Linked DNA regions of Sus scrofa: region 2 is linked to region 1. The links are chromatin contacts, called in public promoter capture Hi-C maps. All regions are on one chromosome and are shown on one strand. The core of a region is the stretch at or near the end of the contact, and the rest is flanking DNA. Distances in the headings are between cores, read along the strand shown.

The links. Promoter capture Hi-C pulls out the DNA fragments that hold promoters and counts their contacts.
Region 2: a promoter capture Hi-C map of skeletal muscle shows a contact between it and region 1, with 5 times the contacts expected there. The contact joins the promoter of CAMK2G here to the promoter of NDST2 in region 1. A contact is called at or near these places in 2 of 5 promoter capture datasets (liver and skeletal muscle), 12 of 47 Hi-C or Micro-C datasets (alveolar macrophages, embryonic fibroblasts, heart right ventricle and 6 more) and 2 of 2 datasets of contacts at active chromatin or transcription factors (alveolar macrophages and skeletal muscle).

What each region holds. Positions count from the first base shown.
Region 1 is chr14:76,531,093-76,536,929 of Sscrofa11.1, reverse strand. NDST2 (bifunctional heparan sulfate N-deacetylase/N-sulfotransferase 2) reads left to right here and starts at 2,235. Exons shown (of 16, transcript XM_005671114.3): 1 at 2,235-2,574; 2 at 3,227-3,320; 3 at 4,736-4,772; 4 at 4,860-5,837. The coding sequence starts at 5,200. It overlaps LOC106506035 (undifferentiated embryonic cell transcription factor 1-like), which reads left to right and starts at 601. Exons shown (of 7, transcript XM_013983327.1): 1 at 601-646; 2 at 793-853; 3 at 1,480-1,515; 4 at 2,076-2,574; 5 at 2,660-2,855; 6 at 2,944-3,149; 7 at 3,227-3,238. The coding sequence starts at 601. The coding sequence ends at 3,238. CAMK2G (calcium/calmodulin dependent protein kinase II gamma) reads left to right here. Exons shown (of 21, transcript NM_214193.1): 21 at 1-49.
Region 2 is chr14:76,588,972-76,594,808 of Sscrofa11.1, reverse strand. It overlaps CAMK2G (calcium/calmodulin dependent protein kinase II gamma), which reads left to right and starts at 2,265. Exons shown (of 21, transcript NM_214193.1): 1 at 2,265-2,414; 2 at 3,801-3,895. The coding sequence starts at 2,350.

The sequences.
Region 1 (5,837 bases), core at 986-3,485:
TGCTGTACCGAGGTGTTTTTTACATTTAAGGAAAAAAAAAAAAAAAAAAAAGATTGTTTTAAAAAAAAATGGGATCCATACCATGATGCGTTTTAAAACCACCGATAGCCCTTGGACTAGCAAGAAGGCAGGAGTTTGTGTGATGCCCATCCTGGCACAAGCACTGGGCTCACCCACCAGCCCTGAAGAGGTGAGCTCAACCTCTGGCCTCCATGGACTCGGGGGGCCAGGCAAAGACTGACAGAGCTTTGGGGGCTGTGATGTGATTGCAGCCCCTGAGGTGGCCTGCCCGCCCCAGGTCTAGGAATGGACTTCTTCAGAATTTGTATACGCACCTAGAATGAGGCTGATGAGAAGAACATCGTGGCCATCAGACCTACTTGGGAGAGAACTCAGAGCTCCCAGCCTGCTGTGGAGGCAGCTGAAAAGCAGTGGCCTCAGGACTGAGAAGCAGTGGCCCGGACGTTGCTGTACTGTACCATGTAGTGTAGAAGGGAAGAGAATTGGTGCTGCAGAAGTGTGTCCGCTACGAAGCTGATGAGAAACCTCGTGTTAGTCTGACATGCACTCACTTACTCATCCATTTCTATAGGATGCACAATGCACGTGGGCCCTGATATAGAGGCCCAATCCTTGCAGCTGGGAAGTGGGAGGGGTTGCCGCTTTGCTTCGTGTTTGTTTTCTTATAACTTAGCAAGGAGAGAGCCAGGCCTTGGTCTCGGCTCCCGCTGCTGCCCTTGGCAGTTCTGTTTCTGTGCTGATTCGGACCATCTTTGTCTTGCCTTTTCACAGTGGTGGTCCCTGTGCCGACCCTCATCTGGGCCTGGGCCCTCTGCCAAGTGGGATGGGAGGAGTAAGGCAGTGGGATTGAGTTGATGGTTGTTTCTATGCATTCAGGCTGCCCTCAGGGGTGCCTCCCTCCTTACTCTTCCCGTCCTGCACGCCCATCTCTTTTCCTGTCTTTGAGATTGACCTGACTACTCTGGCAAGAAGAGGAGGTGTCCTCTTTAAAGAGGCGTCTCTTTACTGACCACCTGAAGTACAGACTTATTGCTGGACAGTCTGCATGGGCATCACCCCCACCCTCACCTGCATGTACCCAAAAGAGATGTCCAGAGCCAAGGCTCCTACATTCATTGTCCCTCTCTGTGCTCAAGGAGTTCCATTCCAGGAGGGAAAAATTTATGCTTTAAGCAGACAGCAGAGAAGATAATGGAGGAGCAATTGGTCATGGCCTTGGTTCCCCCCAAAACAACTGTGCAGACCTGTCTGCACTATTGGGGGAAAAGATGGGTAGACCCTAGCTCCCCGGACTGCCTTAAGGAAGCACAGGAGCTGGGGGAAGAGGCAAAGCTACAGGTTTACCTTGGAGCCAGCTGAGAAGAGAGCAGACTTATAGGTGCTGGTGCTTGGATTTAGCCAGGCTCCTCGGAGCACCTCCTGCATGCCCCAGCCCCTGGGCCCCTTACTGCCCTGCAGCCTGCAGTACCAGCACGCAGACACCTTCACCACAGGGTTTGGTTTTGCTGGCTTGAAGACAAATGGTCTTAGAGTTCATTAAGACCCATAGCTTCATATGGCTGCTCCAGCCCCACTTCTTAAGCATTCTTACTCCTCTTCTGGGGCTAATGTCAGCATCTATAGACAATAGACTATTAAAAAAAAAAAACACCTTTTAAACAGGAAATGGAAGGCATTTGATGCAGAATTTTTGCATGACGACATAGAAATAATTTAAAAATAGTGTTTGTTCTGAATGTTGGTAGACCCTTCATAGCTTTGTTACAATGAAACCTTGAACTGAAGATATTTAATAAAATAACCTTTAAACAGTCCATGGTGTTACTGCTGTTGGAGGCTTAAGGCCAGAGGCTTAGATTTTAGCAGCCTGGGTTACAAGGTTTCAGGTGGAGAGATGTACTTTCTCCCACTCCTTTTGTGCCCATTTAAGAATTAATCTTCCTCATAAATTCATCAGCCTCCAATCAGTCCCCCCAGCCGCTGAAGCGAGTTTGGGGTGGAGGGAAGAACTTGGGCCCTTAGGGACTGAGCTCCGGGTCTCGCCCCGCCCCCAGGCCCCGCCGGCATCCAGGACCGACCCCGCCCCCCCGCCCCGTCCCTCAGTGGGCCGGCCCGGCTCCCCCCCTCAGCCGGGCGGAGTGGAAGAACCCGCACCCTCGGCCCGCCCCTGCACCCAGAGACGCGGCGCCCGACGCTCGCCAGACTGTGCCACCGCGCAGGGAGGAGGGGGGTGCCTCTGCCGGCGGCGCGCAGAGCCTGCTGTATCTAAGGCGGCGGCTCGGCCGAGCGCTGCGGAACACCGTTCGGCGGCCCCGCACCTCGGCCGCGCGGCTGCCAGGCCCGGAGGCGGCAGGGACCCGAACGGGGCCGCTAGCGGCAGCGCGCCGCCTCCCCCCCGGTGGGAGCGGTGGTTGGGCCCGGCTGCGGCAGAGCGTTCGCTCGGAGATGGCGGAGCCGCCGCGACGCGGCCCGAGGCCCCGAGAGCAGGGAAGCCGGGCAGCCCCGGGACGTGGCGGAGCCCGGGGACAGCGGGGACGCCGCCCAGTCCGCCGGGTGAGACGCCCTTGGGAAGACCCCCCCCCCCGCCCCTCTCAGAGTGTGGCCCCCACCCACGGTCCCCGCACTTCTACCCTCACAGACTTCCCTCACCGTGGCCACCAAAACCTCCCGCAGGGGCGTCCCGGGCGGCCCCTCGGGGCGGCCCGCGTTCCCCTCCCCCTGTCCCTCCCGCCGGCCGGCCCTGGTAGTGGCCTCATTCCTGTCTGCTCGTCCCCTCAGCACGGGGCTCCTCCTCCCCTCGGGGCTCTCCTGCCCCGATGTCACCGCTGACTCTAGTCCGCGCGCGCCCCTTGCCCTTTCCCCTTCAACGCTCCACGCCCGACTCTCCATACCCACCTGTGACCGCGTGTTCCCCCCCGGCAGGTCCCTCCATCCGCAGCCCCCATGTGCCCGCCCTCTACGCCCACGGCGCTGCTCTGTCCCCCTCCTCCCGCGGCATCCGCGCCGCTGGTCTCCACCGTGGGCCCCACACCCCCCGGCCTCCCCAGCCCCCACCTCCGCTGCTTTCCGTCGAACCTCCCGCTGCTGCGCACACGTTCAGCACCTTTCTGCGCGGTGGTCCCGCTTCGGTATTTAGCATTCCACCTCACAGCCTCCCCCAATACTTTCTCTGCACCCCTTCCCTAAATATTGCTTCTTCTTCTAGGTCCGAAGCTAAAATGCAGTGGTTAAGAGCAGGGCTGAACCTTGACAGGCCTGACTTTGCATCCCAGTTCCTCCACTGAGCTGTGTGATCCTGGGCAAGTTACTTAACTTCTCTGGACCTCAAATTACTGGCATGTAAAATGGGGATAAAAAGAGTATCTACCTCTTACTTACCTTTTAAGGCTAGTGTAAGCATTAAATCTATGGAAAGCTCTTATAAGACTGTCTGGCAAAGAGTAAGCCCTCAGTAAATGTTAACTATTATTCTTAACATTATGGGTGATACACCCCCGGTATCTACTTCCCCACAGTGACTTCTGACTATTGTGTTTGCTCCAGAGTTTCCTCTTAGGATTCACCCCCCTCCCTGTCACCATTTTGATCCTCTCTCAGTTCTCCTTTCATGCTGATTGATTTTACCCAGGCCAGAGGTGAACTATTTTTAAATTTGTGTCTCTCGATTGTGAAGGACCCTATCTCTGCTGAATCGTGCTGAGATGTATAGTCATGGGGTAGGTGACAGAGATTGCAGCCACTTGCTTTACCAGGAGAGGCCAAGGTAACGCCTCTAGAAGCAGTCTATCTATTTAAGGAAAGGAGTCTCCAAAATTAGGTCTCCTTAAAACTACTTTCTGATCATAGTGTTCTTAAATCGTCTCTCTGTTATCAGTTGGATACTACTTCAGCTCCTGTTGCTCTCTCTCAACCTGCCTCACTCAGTTGGCTCTGTTTTTGTAACAGGACTCATGTCTCTCCAGGCTAGCTCAGAACCCTTCTGAGCTGTTAAGAGATGAGGGGATAGAACCACTTAGGCGAAGTTAGGAAGGAGAACTGGACTGGATAGGGAGAGAGACTCTGAACTCAGCTCTGTAGTTTTCCTGAGATGCCAGTGATGTGGCTTGCTCCAGGGCTACATTTTTACCACCCCTCCTGACACTAGCACAGGTCACATTTTTACTACCTCTCCTGACACTAGCACAGGTGAGGTAAAGGGCGTGGATGCGTAATTTTTCACAAGCAATGGAAAAGAGAATGTCCAAGTTCTGGGTTTCGAAGGTAGTAGAATGATTAGCCAGCACCATTTCTCTTTCGTCTTTAATTCCCCCATCATATTGTCCACTGACTGCAAGTTCGTTAGTGCTGTTAAGCTTGTGATGTCAGGTTTGATAGATGAGGAAGATTAACAGACACATGAGTTTCCTCTTATCTGATATTTCGTTGGAGCGCAGGACTTTTGGGGCTTTCCGTCCCTTTGCAGGAAAACCAAAGTTCCTGCTGGCTAGCCAACTGCTCGGTCACAGCCTAGAAGCTCTTTTCAGGGCAGGTTTGTTTTCAGCCTCCTGGGCTATTTGGCCTCTTGTTGATGGGAGATTTGTTCCCATCAACAAGTCTTGGATACTCTGCTTCATTTCTCAGCTTAGCGCAGGAAGAGAATTTAGACAGTATTCTAAGAAAGGGAACAGGCTGTGAAGCAATGGTATGAGACTCAGATTGTGTTGTTCTTTTACAGGAGCTTTTCTTTGGAGAACAAATCTTGTGAGCAGGAGGTAAGCGAGATGGGGTGAAGAGGGGAATGGATTAACAACACAGTTTCAAGGAAAGAAGTAACCCACCGATTTCTCTCTCTCTCGCAGATAGTGAGGCAGAGACTGTGAACGTTGCTGACCTCTGGTGTGAGGAGCTCAGCCAGGACCAAAGGTGGAGCCTGGCTAGATTTGCATCCTGAAGCCATGGGCCAGTGGGCCATGGTGACTTGAGATCAGTGGACTCTGTCCAGTTGCCCCTTGTTGCCCCTTCTACCTCCCCTGCCCTATACTAAGGGGACTCGTTTCCACCTCCTCAGGGAACTGACCCTGCGGGAATCCCTTTCCCCTCGTTTCACTTCCTTCCACCCTCCCAAGAGAGCCTCAGCCCACAGAACTCCTACCTCCCATCCCCTGAGGTGGTCCCCATCCCTGCCTCACCTCCCCCGCCATGCTCAAGCTGTGGAAGGTGGTACGCCCAGCTCGGCAGCTGGAACTGCACCGCCTCATACTGCTGCTGATTGTTTTCAGTCTGGGCTCCATGGGCTTCTTGGCTTACTACGTATCCACCAGCCCCAAGGCCAAGGAACCATTGCCCCTGCCCTTGGGAGACTGCAGCAGTGGGGGGGCAGCTGGTCCTGGCCCTGTACGGCCTCCAGTCCCACCCCGGCCCCCCAGGCCTCCAGAGACAACTCGAACTGAACCCGTGGTCCTTGTGTTTGTGGAGAGTGCATACTCGCAGCTGGGGCAGGAGATTGTGGCCATCTTGGAGTCTAGTCGTTTTCGTTATAGCACTGAGCTGGCACCTGGCCGAGGGGACATGCCCACACTAACTGATCATACCCGTGGCCGGTATGTCTTGGTCATTTATGAGAACTTGCTCAAGTATGTCAACCTGGATGCCTGGAGTCGGGAACTGCTGGACCGGTACTGCGTGGAGTATGGTGTGGGCATCATTGGCTTTTTCCGAGCCCATGAGCATAGCTTGCTGAGTGCCCAGCTCAAAGGCTTTCCCCTTTTCTTGCATTCAAACTTGGGGCTCCGGGACTACCAAGTGAATCCTTCTGCCCCACTACTGCATCTCACACG
Region 2 (5,837 bases), core at 1,016-3,515, 58 kb before region 1:
CAGGGATCAAACCTGTGCAGCAGCTGTGACCTGCGTCACAGCCTTGGCAACACCAGATCCGTAACCTGCTGCCCCACACAGGAACTTCCTGAGAGGTGAGGTGGTAAAACTCTTACTCTCAGTTGGGAACAGGTCAGGGTTGTAGTCCTGTTTTTTCTGTTTTCCCCTGGGACAGCCTAGGGCCCTCCACGGCAGCCCTGGTCTCTGCTTGTTCTGACCTCTCTGTATCTTCTCACTCCACCTTACATTAGTGAATATAAAGTTTCAGCATCTGGAGGTCAGGAACCAAGTTGCCTTGAGGGCTCAGGAAGGGCACATTGATGACTAACTAATATGCAGGCCCTGTTACTGGAGTGCAGACATGAAGGCTGGCCATTGCTTCTGCCCTTAATGTGGATGATTTACTGTCATCCTCATGTACACAATCTCATTGCCCTGCCACACACTGGGACTTGGAACCAGGCCCTTACCCAGGTGCTTCAAGATAGGAAGTGGCCCTACTCCCCAGCGCTTTATTTCCTGTTGCCCTGGGAAGGGGTGGGGCATGATATTGTCACCTCAACCCTTTTCTTCTGCCCTCTACCCTCCTCCCAGGCAATCAGTTAGTGCTTTACCTCTCATATCCCTTTAATTGCCTCCACTGGGCAGTCTGGTTCTCAGACCAGCTCCAAGGGCAGCTGGGTGAGAAGAGAGGAACCCTCCAGGGGAGCTTTGCTCCACCCACCCCCTCAGGGAAGCAGCCTAGGAGGAGGCTAGGATGCCTCTCAGCCTCTCAGTTGTCTGCTCTGGGTGATCCAGCCTGTCAACTGGGATGCCTGACTCCCAGGGGGAGTCCCCTGTAATTCAGACTGAGCTGCAGCATTGAGCTGAGCTCTGCCCTGCCCAGCAGGAGCTGGCCTCTGACTTGGGGTACAGCTGCCCGGGCAGGTCAGGAACCTGCCCAGCCTGTTTCTCCTCCACTAAGACAGTTATGTGCCTCAGTCCTACCATCCTCTGACAATGGGGAAAGAGAAAGGGATGGTAACTCCTGCCAGAGCCCCAAAAAGTAGCCTCATTCACAAATATTTACTGAGGGTCTGGATCTAAGTATACAGTGGTGAAGGAGGCAGAGGCCCTGCCCTATTACAATTCAGTGAGACAGCAAATATTAAACAAATAGCTACCACTGTTCTAATTAGGTATCAGGTACTATTCTAAGTACTTTATGTGATTTAGTCCTTTTAATACTCCAAACTCTGTGAGGTAGTTAGTTACTATTATTCTTTATTATCAGTTTTCAGATAAGGTAACTGAAGCAAATTAGAAAGTGACTTTTCTAATGTCACATAGCTGATCAGTGAGTTGCCCAGGAATCCAAGCCAGGCAGTCTTACCCCAGAGTTCCCTCAGACAGCCATGCTCTAGCTCTACTGCCTCTCACAGCAGTAAACATATCATTACACAATGTGATGAGTGCCATAAAATAAAAATAAAGGGTGCTTGCAAAAAAATGGGGCTATTTTCTCCTTCCTTCCACCTGCTCTTCTAGCCCACAGCACACAAAACCTTTTCTACATGGTTCCCACTTCATCCCTTTCATTGCTGGCAGGAGAGAACATTCTCTCTTCTCTAAGACTGGAGTGCAGGAAGGCAGAGTTCCACTTGCATCCTTGGCTCTGGCCTGGTCTCCCTGAACAAACCGTGCCTGAAAGGTTTTATCTAATAATGGCCTTGATGCTTACACAAGTCTAGACTGTCAGCTTCCCGAGGGAAGGCAGCTGAGAGCTGGCTCTGCACAGACTGGGGGCGCTTCGTGAGTGTGCTGTCTAAAACCTGCTTTTTGACCTTGGCTCTCTCCCCACATGGTGTGAGCCGGACTCGGGGCTTAGGACCCGTGCGTAGCGACCCGCCAGAGAACTCAATGGGCCAGACCTCTGCATACTCCCAACACACACACACTCGCACGCACATTCTGAGCACTTGTAGGGTCTGCCCTGGGACTAGCCCACAGGTCGCGAACCTTTCAGCCCCGCCTGGGTAGGTAGCCCAGGACTGAGACCCCCGCCCCGCGATCCCCTTTACTCCCCAGCGATCACAGCCCAGCTCCGGCTGCTCCCTGGGCGGGGCGGGGCCCGCGGCGGGAGGCCCCTCCCCGGGGGCGGTCCGGGGGCCGGGCGGGGGGCCGGCGGGGCTGGGGGCGGGGCGGGCGGGCGGCGCGGGGGTGTTCCTCCCTCCCTCGCTCTCCCCGGTAAAGTCTCGCGGTGCTGCCGGGCTCAGCCCCGTCTCCTCCTCTTGCTCCCTCGGCCGGGCGGCGGTGACTGTGCACCGACGTCGGCGCGGGCTGCACCGCCGCGTCCGCCCGCCCGCCAGCATGGCCACCACCGCCACCTGCACCCGCTTCACCGACGACTACCAGCTCTTCGAGGAGCTCGGCAAGTACGGTCCGCCCGCCGCCGGCCGGGGCCCCCCACCCTGCTCTAGCCGCCCGGGCGCTATGCGGCTCCTCGCCCCGCCCCCCCGCCCTGCACCGGCCGCTGCAGCGCCCCCTCGGCCTGCCCCACCCCCAGCCTTTCCCGCCAGCCGCCTCTGGGGGCCCCTTCGCCCCCAGCTCCTTGCCCCGCAGTCCCCTCCGCGCCCTGCAGCAGCAGCTGCCCGGGCTGCTGCACCCCGCGCTGCCGCGGAGACTGCAGCCCCTGGACCGCTCCTGGGCGCCCTCCAGCCCCGCCCCTCCCTCACCCTTCAGGCACCCCACATCCCGACCCCGCCTGCTCACTGCCCCCTCCCCACCCTGTTCACGAGCTCACTCAGCATCCTGTCCCATGTTCCACTCGCCTGGCGCTCAGGACCCTCCCCGGCCCTGCAGCTCTAACCCTGCTGCGGTGCCGGAGTGTGGGGGGATGTTTGGTGCCCAGCCCCGCCCCCGGCTGTTGCCGCTTCCAGGATCCCAGCCCCGCTGCTGGGCAGTGCTGCAGCACCCCAGTCCCCTCCCCCAATCCCTGCAGTGGTCCCGGGAGCCGCGCGCCGCAGCCGCAGCATCCCCCTCCCCTCCGCACTGAGCTGGCCGCTGCAGCAGCCCCGGTCCCCCCCCACCCCACCCCGCGGCTCCGAGCCCGGCCACTGCAGCCCCCGCCCTGCCCGCCCCCCTAGACGTTTCCAGAGCTGGAGAGTGCGAGCTCCTATTCGGGGGAGGGGGGACATAGAGGGAAATGTCATGGGGAAGGGGAGCTGTTGATGTCTGAAACCCACAGCTGGACTCCCTCTTTCCCTGCTGTCTGTTGAGCCGGTAAACGCAGTGGGGTGAAGCCGGTTGAGGGGGATTTGAGCCTCACTTTCCTCACCTTCCCCCATGGTTGAGGAAGATTTCTCTCTCAGGGGATTATACCCTCTTTTAATTAATCTCTTCTCCTACCCTCGACTGTTCTGCTGAGAAAAGGGCAGGGTCTCTTCCCTTCTCCGGGTTCTGTTGGCTGGGACTGCAGGGCTGTCTGAGAAGCAGCAGGTGTGTGTTTTATGCATCTCCCACCAGCTCTTGACGCACAGCCTGAGGTTAGGGCTGTTGCTTTGCCCAGCGGCTAGATGTGGGCATGAGAGTAGGGTGGTCCTCCACCCACATTTGTGGAGTGTCCCACAGAGGCCACATCCTTCTGCCCCATGTTGGTTGGTGATAGTCACCACCCATGGTGATAGTCACTATGCTGATGTGTGTGTGTGTTATTTTGACTAAAGTCTGGTGATGGGAGCAAAGCTGTCCTCAGATCTGAAGTGTGTTTGTGTCTCTCTGCTCTGCTCCGTGTCCCAGTTCTTTCCCTCTTCTCCCTCCAGGGGTGCTTTCTCTGTGGTCCGCAGGTGTGTGAAGAAAACCTCCACGCAGGAATATGCAGCAAAAATCATCAATACCAAGAAGTTATCTGCCCGGGGTGAGTATTCCCCATCTTGGCCTCTCCCTGGGGTGCCTCCAAGGGTTATGGATTCTTCTAAAGATGCTCCAGGAGTTGGGGATTGTGTGTTTTAGCACTTGGAGAAGAGTTGGTATTTCGGGGTGGGTAGACTTTGAAACCAGACAAGAAGTTGTATGGAGACCAAGTAGAAGAGAATGAAGATGTAAGAGATGTAGCTTTCTTTAGGGGAAAATGGTGCCTGAAGGCTCAAATGAGTTTGGTTTTTATGGAGGGAGAGGATAAGGGGAGTGGTAGGTGGCTTTGCATGGAGAGCTTTACATTTGGGGCATTTGGAGTCTCTGTATTTGGGTCAGTGGTAGTCACTCCAGACCTGTCCTAGTCCCTGTGCCCCACTGGTGACTTAAGATGGAAATGCAGTAAGTGAACAGCTCTGACAAAGCCAGCCTCCCCTTGCCCACCAGGCGGCAGAACAGACTCCCAAGGGAAGGGAATCTGTAAACATCAGGGGAGGCTGCTTCTGGCGAGGGCTTCTCGGGAACAAATCCTGCCAGATGAACTTGATTGCTTTTTTGATCAAATTACAAAGTTGGTGGTGCAGCAGCAGATGCAGTCTGTCCTGGGTGGAGGGTGATGCCTCATGATCTGGAAATCTCAGTGGGCTGGTCTGGGTGGGAGCAGCATGGCCTCGGGATTTGAGGATTGTGAAGTCAGGCCTGAGAGCCTGGCTTGTGAGATCCTCCCAAGTACCTAGGCTGGGAGGGTCAGGCCCTGTCTTTCACACCTTGAACCTACACTCCCTGCACCTTGTTTTTGGGTGCTTGCCAAAGTCACCTCATCTGATAGGTATAGACCTATCAGTGTGTGGAGTGCTCTGTGAACAGGTGTGGTGAGCATGGAGGTATGTGGATGGGTCAGGTCATCAAGGGCTGCAGGGTGCAGCACGGGGACAAAGGTTATGAGACTCAGAGAAAAGAATTAAGAGCAGGCAATAGGATGCCGTAAGTATATTAGGAGCCAGGACGGATGCCATGAGGAAGATATGGGCCATGGCTAGTAATGATCTGGGCGTCTCTGGGTTAAGAGATACAATAGATGTCCCTAAGCATTGGAGAAGCTATAAATGACAGTGGGCTTCTGTCATATTGTCAATGATTCCGGGACCTGTTTAGCAGGCTCTGTCTGCCTCCTGGCTAGGCGGGCCTCTCCATCCCCACAAGCAGGGGTTGTCTTGCTGCCTCCCTCCCAGCCCCCATCTCTCACTGTTCCTTTACATTGGCTATTAAGTTGACTTATTTGTTTTCTTTCTCTCTGGGTACCTTGAGTTGGAGGCGATGGTTGCCATAGAGATATGTGGGCAGTCAGATGCCCTCCTCCCATGGGGTGGGGGAACAGTGTGGTGGGCTGGGCTCTTTGGCAGACATCCTTTGGCCAAGGATGCAGGGTGCAGGCAGGGACGACAGTTTGAGAATGGATACTTCCCTGTGCCCACACAGCATAGCCCTGGTGCATCAGAAATGGGGTTGGTTGGTGTCTGATGTCTTCAGTTAATGATGCAATGCTTTGCTTTCCTCATCTCACCAGTGTCCTCTGACCCAGGGGCAAGGGAGGGAGGACAGCTGGGAGCTGAACTCTGAGATGAGGATAGCTGGTGTGGTGACTTTGTGGAGCTGCCTGCCTTGGGCTGTCATTTTCTACTCTTTCTCCACCCATCTGAACTTCCCTAACCTGTGTGATCCTGTCCCTTTCCAGACCTCACCTTCTTTCAACCTTGTCCCATCTTTCCCAGCTGTTGTCTTTCTTTTCCTGCTCAAACTGGATGAGGTTTCATTTCTCTTTGATTTTTTTTTCTCAAGAAGAAGATTCTTGTATAAGATCCTATGCCTCAGGCAGCAAGCAGCTCCCCCTCTCTTGAGATGGTTATGCCAAAACTGGAGTTCTGTTCTGTGGCCTCTGTGCCAAG